Linked DNA regions of Sus scrofa: region 1 is linked to region 2. A link is a contact called in public HiChIP or PLAC-seq data. All regions are on one chromosome and are shown on one strand. The core of a region is the stretch at or near the end of the contact, and the rest is flanking DNA. Distances in the headings are between cores, read along the strand shown.

Region 1 (4,084 bases), core at 939-3,438, 48 kb after region 2:
CAGGAAGGATATTATCTACATAGACTCAATACCATTCTTAATGATTTAAAAATAATTCAACCATTTTATCTCAGTAATTTAAACTTCTTATCTGCTCAGAATTTGCATTCTCCTCCCACAAACTATTTAATATGTAAAATAAAGATTTTCCTCACTCCTGCCAATGCAAAAGATTAACAAACTTTTGCTCGGTAAATTAAGTGTTGCATAATCTAATCTCCCAAAAAGTTTACAAAGTTTCTCAAAAAGAGATTTTTCAAGCATTTTATGTAATAATGAATAAACACCTAAAATTATTTGCTAAGACAGATTCTATTATACTATTTTGTTCTTACTATTCCCATTAGATTATGTTTAAAATTTCCCTTACTCACTAATCAATGGCCTTATTAATTAGTAACTCCTTTAGCTGTGATTGGAAAAGACCTGAAGAGTTTCTGCACTGCTGATAATGTTACCTTGGTGCAGCTCTGGGTGGTGATTAAATGAATGAGCTCCATTTGTGAAACTCTTTCAAGCTCAACACTTAATGAGTATTTTTCCACAAGTATGCAACACTCCAATAAAACAAAAAAAAAATTTTTAATCATAAAAACAAGCTAGAGCTGCTAGGGCAGCTCATACTAAAATACGTGTTTCAGTTCTATGCGCTGAAACACGTCTCTGCAAAAATGTAATTCAAAGGTATTTTACATTTTCTATTGGCGTATTCCCAGGTAACAAACAACTTCCATCTGCAACTGGGAGCTCAGCAAGCATACAATTTAATAGAAAATTTGGTTTATATTTTCCAGAATTACTCATTTTAAAAGCAATCTGAATAGGAGAAACATGAATAGGTACAGTATTGTCTGGACAAAGATGCAAATCATTTTCAACTCTGTTAAACAGATTTAGGAAGGAAAAGAAAGGTCACCGATTCAGACTTTAATAAGATAAGGAAGTCAGGAGATGGTTAGTTAAGAACTTCATGGGAATTAAAGCCACTTGTCAGTGGTTTGGTCAAAAGTCTACTAATTAGATATAACGGGCAAATCAAAACAGAAGGCAAACAGTACCTGCCCAAATAAATAAATAAATAAAATGCATGAAAGCACTATGCCAAAATTTAATATGAAATATACAAGAGTGGCAGGAATGCTTAGGAAGTAGCCTTTTCTCATTCATTTGCTGAAGGAAAGTGACTCTTGGCAAATAAAAAATTATGTCAGTAACCCCAGAACAGTAACTCAATTCTCTCTCTCCCTTCTCTAATGTTATAATCTCCCCAAATTAAATCTAAACATTAAAATTCTCGAGGAGGCAAGCAGGGGAGTATAATCAAAGAGAATCCTAACCCTTACCTAAAACACTTTCACCTTCCACCTGCGAGTCAGGGAAGGGAACCTGGCCCTCCTAATACCTCGGAACCGATCAGCCTTTCCAGATGAAATGCCTGGGAGTTCAATGACCAACTCCAAGGGGACACCACTTTACAAGGCAACTTTGCCAAGCGGACCCAAGATAGTTTGTGTGAACCATCCTCGCGACTCTCAACAGCAACTACTAAGGAATCGTGCCAAAGCTCATCCAATGCTCTAGACCACAGCCTCTAGCCTGGTGAGTCCAGTCTCCATCCTCCCATCATACATACACGTCCACAAAGCAAACCCACGGTCTGGCAGGGGATGAGGTGGCAAAACTAAAACACACCCAGAAAGTTAATGCAGGAAGGAGGTGGTTTGGGGAGGACACGGGGAAGCCACGTCGGGACAGAGGCACAGGTTTGCCCACGGGCGCAGAGAAACGATTCCTTCACACCCCCGGGGGCAGAGTGAGCAGCCGGAAAGGCGGGCGGAGCGCAGGCAGCTCTGGGGCCGCCCGCGCCTCTGGGACACCGGGACACCCTGACATTGGAGCCTGGCAGCGGCGGCCGGCCCCTCTACGCTTGACCCCGCCGGGCAAAGATTGAGAGCGCGCGGGGAGCTCCCGCTCGGGCCCGGGAACGCGGCGCGGCCACGGGCCTTCTTACCCGTGCAGGCCGAGGGCGCGGCGCCGTTTGTGGAGCAGGCAAAGCAGCAGGAAGGCGGCCCCCGCCAGCGAGGAGTTTCGCACGGTCAGGTGCTTGCTGAAGGCCGCCATGGCACAGCCTGTGCGAGCGACTCGGGGACGGGGACCCGGGCGCGGCGGCGGCTACCTTAATGCAGGAAGCGCGGGGGAGACTGGGAGGAGAGGAGCGCGCCGAGGGAGGGCGGGGCCGGCCGCGCAGGGCCGCCCCCTGGCGCGGCCGCGCGCCGGAACCCCCGCCCCCGACCTCGGCTCGGCGGGAGCGCGCGCGGGCGCCGCGGAGGCCGGACAGTTCCCGGGATGCGCTCTGCGCACGCGCGGACCGTCGCAGGGTCACCGGGAGCGCGGGCGCAGAGACGGCCGCCGAGCCTCCCTCGGCAGCAACTCGGTGCTCCGAGGCCTCGGGGTGGCCCCCGCCTCGCCCCTACCCCCACTTCCGCGCGCGCGCACACCCAGGCTTTCTCAAGAACTGGAAAAGCGGGCCTGGCCTGCGCCGGGGCTTTGGTGGGACCAGCCACGCCACTCGCCTGGATGGGCTGTCACCACCCTCTTAAAGGCGCCTGGAGGAGAGGAACAGCCCGTCACAGATCATTTACTCAAAACTGAGCGCACAGTAATCCTTTAGATGAAAACACCTGTCGGGACAACGTGTGGAAATGGGGAAGGAGTGACTGCAAATCAAACACCTTTTTCCAAGCCAGCGGTGGCTGTAGGGGATGGTGCTATCGGTTTTCCGCCACTTTTTTTTTTTTAATGAATTCTGGTCGAACAGAACATAATAGAAAAAATCTCGGGGTGCATTTTGTGTAAAAGAATTGTTTTGAGAAAATGTTTTGCCAGTTTTTCGTATCTATGTGTCCTGAGGAGTAATACAAAATGTATTTCTTACTGTGGATCTGGTCAAACAGAAAGTTTGAGAAACGCTGTTGGCGAAGGGGCATTCAGAAATAACAAGCATGCGTTGTATTCACGCTGGCCTGACTCCCAGAATCAGAAAGGCATTACAGATTACAGCATTCTTCTGCTAGGCCCTGTGATACAGAAATCCCTCTCCTTAGCATTTGGACTGGGGAAATGTACGGTGACTCATGAGTTCTTGTCTTCAGTTGAGGAAACCAGAGAAAAGCAAGTGTGTCAGTCAGAAAATAAGTATATAAAATCTGCACAATAGGCGTATTAAAGTACTCCACATTAAAATAAAACACAAAACAATGGTTCCTTAGGAGTTTTCTCACCTAATAGAGATTACAAGAATTATTCAGGAAGAGGGAAAATTACTAATTCACTCATAAATTGCATAGCACTGTAAAAGCGTTAGAAACCCTGGGAGAAAGTGTATCACCTTGGAGTTAGTAGCAGTGAAGGTAGGGTGTGTAAGGTTAGTCCAAAATATATCCATTTAGTAAATATATTTCAAAGGAGAGATATATTTAGGAAGTAGACTATAGTTCAAAGGAAAGGTAAGGTAAGAATGTTACTCATTGGGCAAGGTGTTCTGAAAAACCCACCCTTGGCTCAAGAAGCATGGGTAATTTGTTTTGTTTTCTTTTTTGTTTTAGGCCATTTGGGAAGTTCCTGGGCCAGCTATCAAACCCACACCATAGCAGCAACCCAAGCCACTGCAGTTACTATGTGGGATCCTTAACCTGCTGAGCCACACTGCAACTCGTGATATGAGCTCAGATAACACCAAATGGTCATAAAGCCCTAGGGACAAAAATTGTAACCCAGCAAAGTTGGGTTTATTAACTTGCTGCAGCAAAAGAAACTGCATAGCAGAGGAATGGTGGGCATGTCTCCAAAAAAGGAAAGAAACTGGGATCATTATGGTGTTTGGAGTAGGGAAGAGTTAGGTCGACTCTAAATGACATAGTGCTTAACAGGCTCAGGGCAGTTCAGACCTACATGTAAAAGGATTCCTATCAGACCTGGGTTGGGACGCAGGCCAGGGATTCCATTTCGTTGAAAGAAAAATTTAAGATTAATGTAGAATATCTGAACAACCTTTTATCGGAACCTCTGCACTAAAATTGAGGCT
Region 2 (4,154 bases), core at 613-3,112:
GTATTCTAAAACATGTAATAAGTACCATTAAAATATTATAATATACATATAAAAAGATATTAAACCTAGTCACTTGTTTATAGTAAAAACAAGTTATAAGAATGACTAAATCTGATATCAAAAGTTTAGGAAGATAGACAAGAAAATTAAAATTTAAAAACTGCTTTCCCCAATGTTCTGGAATGAACAAAAATCACTCTATAAATTTACTAATCAATTACAAAAACTATACACACACACATGTACATATATATATAAAACAACCACACTATTATATGGCTTTGTCATAAATATATAATAATAATATTACATATTAAATGACTAAAGTTAGACTTTAATGAGAATACTCAGAACATTTAAAGGTTATTCTTACCAACATAAATATCAGAGAGAAGGAGCAAGAAGAGAATCTACCATTTATATTATAAAATATTCTGGAAACTGTTACAGCCTTTCCAAAAGTATTTCTGACATTTTCAAATTTCATATTAAAACAGCAGTCTCCAAATCTCTTTTTAGACATTACTCTGCAACAATAAATACATCTATGTTCAAAGTTTAAGTCCTCCTGGTTATTAAAGCCACAAAAATTATCTGACTTAAGGAAAATTGAGTCAAACCAGAATACATGGAAAATCTCGAATACAGTATTATTTTATAACCAGACTTTGTTAGGTACATCTTAGAAAAACACATTCTTTGAGATACATGAAAATTCTTATAAACCATCCAGCCATTCGCATCACAGTCTCACAGCAAATGTAAAAGACAGAATAACAGTAAACTTACCTGAGCTCCTATTGCACTCGTTAACTTGAAGATATATAAAACTATGTCTAAAAATGGCTGTAAAATAAACATTAGAAGGTAGAGAATTAAAAAGAACTAGACTGCCCAGACTGATAGCTAATACAACATGTTAAATACAAAATGCTACTCAAAATCTAACACATAATTGTCAACATGCAGAGTTCCCACTACGTGTAATGTACTGGAACAGTATGCAGCTCAATGAATACATAAAAGACACAGTACTTATTCTCAAGAAACTCCGAATGGAGACAGCCTGACCAAAACTACTCATCACCAGTAAGAAAAATATTTATCATTTTCCATCAGCGAAGGCAGCTCTACTGTGATAATTAACCATTATTCACTTTGCAGTTTCTCAATGTAGTACAAAGACACTGAATAAAATGACCTCAGTTGTAACCACTGACATACCACAAGCTACATCTATTTTGAAGTGTTTTTCAAGACACTCAAATTGTGTTCATTTACTTTAAGTCCACAGCTACCCCTTGCTGACTAAAATCTGCATTACTGCTAGGACAGGTGGCTTAGTTTATTAATTGACTTATACTAAGATGAACCTTTTCTCTCTTGCCTTATAAATTATCAAGAAGTTAAACATATTTATACACATACTTAGACATATAAAACTCAAGTACATTTAAATCACTGACAAAAATAATGACTCACAATTTAAGTCAGAGTTCAGATGATATTTTAAAAAGTAAATGTACTGTAATATACAGCACTATTGCAATTAATTTGATAATATTTTTCTCTATGCAGATTTGACAAGTCCAGAGCTAGAGACCTGCTCAAGTGCCAGGATGTGATAAAGAATATACAATGGTGTCTATAGAATCACATGAAAAATATTATGTACAGGCCCCTCACCCCTAGAGAACAACTTTAAAATGTGGTAATGGGGGGGGAGGGAAAAAGCAGAATTACTGAATAATTTGTAGTTGTAGGGGTTTTTAGAGTTCGGATCAGTAGTAAAGACTTAGCTAAATAAAGAACAAAGTTTGGCAGGAGGCGAAAAGGTATCTTAGTAGCAGCTTTCACGGGGGTGAAGTTCCTGTGGATACTGTCACTCTTCCAAGAACTGCCTGACCTCCTTCCATCCACACGAGCAATCTTACTCTTAGATACCACCTGACTCCTTTACACAGCTTTTCTTTTTTTTTTTTTTTTGGTCTCAAGACTGGATGTGTGGGAGTTCCTGTCGTGGCTCAGTGGTTAACGAATCCGACTAGGAACCATGAGGTTGCAGGTTCGATCCCTGGCCTTGCTCAGTGGGTTAAGGATCCGGCGTTGCCGTGAGCTGTGGTGTGGGTCACAGACACGGCTCGGATCTGGCGTTGCTGTGGCTCTGGCGTAGGCTGGTGGCTACAGCTCCAATTACACCCCTGACCTGGGAATCTCAATATGTCACAGGAAGTGGCCCTAGAAAAGACAAAAAACAAAACAAAAAAAAAGACTGGATATATGGATCCACTGTGGTCAGTCTGAGAAAAGCTCTGGCCGCAGACTGCAGCAGCCATGTGGACTGGACCGGGAAATGGGGCATCTGAGATGAAGAGGAAGGGGAGTGGGCAGATAGTCTCACAGTCCCGCCAGTGCTCCAGCAACCACCACGAAGACGGCTTAATGAGAAGACCATAGCGAAAGCTGTAGGGTGGCGAGGGGGAGAGGGTGATACGCAAGAACTGACGTAATTAGCAGGAAGGAAACCGGTCTGGCCTGTCATCAGAGTCAAAAGTTTTCCACTCTCCTGGGAAGGAGCGGGATAAAAAGCACTCAGAAAGACTGAAATATAGTAATATCCTGCGAATTTTTTTTGACTATGACTTAAATGATCTATTAGAATTAGAGACACTGAAGGAGAGGAATGGGCAGGAAGACATCTTAACCTAGCGTTATGGATGTGGAATTAAAAATAAACTGACCATCAAACTCTAACAACTGCCAGAAGTAATACAAGTCAAGAGACAAAAAAAAAATCCAAATTTCTGTTGTTTTACTGAAATCAGCCTGCAAAATTCTTTTTTTAATTTAATTTTACTGAAGCATAGTTGATTTACAATGTTGTGCTCATTTCTGCTGTACAGCAAAGTGATTCGGTCATACATAAACACACCTCCCTTCCCGTACAGGTTATCATAGAACAGTGAATAGAGCCAGCTGGCAAAATCCTGGTGACGTCTTTAAATGACATTCATTCTCAGTTCTTGGCCAAAGCATGTCACAACAATACAAAAAATTAAGTAACTGTAGTTAAAACTACTGTAATAACTAGTATTTTCTTATAAAAGCATGAAATATTTATACGCTGCTATTATGGTCATCAAGTCAATTCTATATAAATTTGCTTAGATTCAAAATTCAACAAATTAACAACAACCAAAAGAATAGAGAGACTTACCTTACTAAGATTTGAATACAGATCAACTACACTGTTACAAAACTTTTCTACATCCTGCGTAAGCAGCTGGTCTGGATTAGCGATTCTGTTGTCCAGGTTTCCCATTTTATAGTATGTGAAAGCTCTAGAACAAGAGCAAGAAAATGACTATAAAACAAATGGTTTTAAAAACAAGAAAAAAATTCGCATTGTACTACGTAGTGTAAACTCATAGAAACAGAAAAATTGGGGGCTAGAAGCGGCAAATGAATGTATTTTAGAGACACAGAAGCAAGTCCAGAAAAGGAGGACTTGCCAGTTAAAGAGGAGCCAGGATTAGACACCAAAGAGCTGAGGTCTTTGCCTATACGCTTCCGGGTCTGGAAGAGCAAGTCCCATGAAAAACACATCCAATCGGAAAGAAAAACTTCGACATCTCAACATCCTAAGTGTTATTCAATTTAAGTATTTTTAATATAAAAATAGGTCACTTACTGGAGGTATTCCTCATAGAGGTACTTGGTTAGTCTTATTCGGAAGCACAGTTTGAGCTCATTTAACCCAAACTTCAAGAAGTTATTAACCAGGGAGATCTAGAACAAAAAACACATAACATTGGTTTTGCTTCATTTCTACTTACTAAATCATAATTTATTTCCCTATCATTGGCTTTGTCCCCAAATCCTATAATTTGTGACAAATGACAGTCCAAATTGATATAATTCAGTTCTGTTTTACTCAAAATTTACAAAGATACAAAGAGAACATACTAAATCAAGTGCAATTAGCTATACTACCCTTTACCTGGAACTTAATTTTAGAATATATTAGTACCATCGCTTCTCGGCCTTTTGGCTAAGACCAAGTGTAGAATATATTAGTACCATTAATTATGAGAAACATCTTGCTGCCTTTCTTTTTTTTTCAGGGGGTGGGGGGTGTATGTAAACAAACAAAA

The links. HiChIP or PLAC-seq counts read pairs in DNA pulled down with a chosen protein or histone mark.
Region 1: a contact with region 2 is called in an H3K27ac HiChIP or PLAC-seq map of skeletal muscle. The contact joins the promoter of ABCD3 here to the enhancer-like site in region 2. A contact is called at or near these places in 7 of 47 Hi-C or Micro-C datasets (embryonic fibroblasts, epiblast stem cells, fibroblasts and 2 more) and 1 of 2 datasets of contacts at active chromatin or transcription factors (skeletal muscle).

The regions. Positions count from the first base shown.
Region 1 is chr4:122,927,252-122,931,335 of Sscrofa11.1, forward strand. ABCD3 (ATP binding cassette subfamily D member 3) reads right to left here and starts at 2,189. Exons shown (of 23, transcript NM_001244133.1): 1 at 2,012-2,189. The coding sequence starts at 2,121.
Region 2 is chr4:122,879,514-122,883,667 of Sscrofa11.1, forward strand. It overlaps ABCD3 (ATP binding cassette subfamily D member 3), which reads right to left. Exons shown (of 23, transcript NM_001244133.1): 6 at 3,692-3,789; 7 at 3,218-3,341; 8 at 790-846. Among named protein-coding and RNA genes, the nearest start is that of ABCD3, 48 kb to the right of the region's middle. Within about 2 kb of position 1,863, at least 2 of the 83 cell types and tissues checked have an H3K27ac peak or open chromatin away from gene starts, as enhancers often do. A contact at or near this core is called in liver and skeletal muscle, where this site is marked.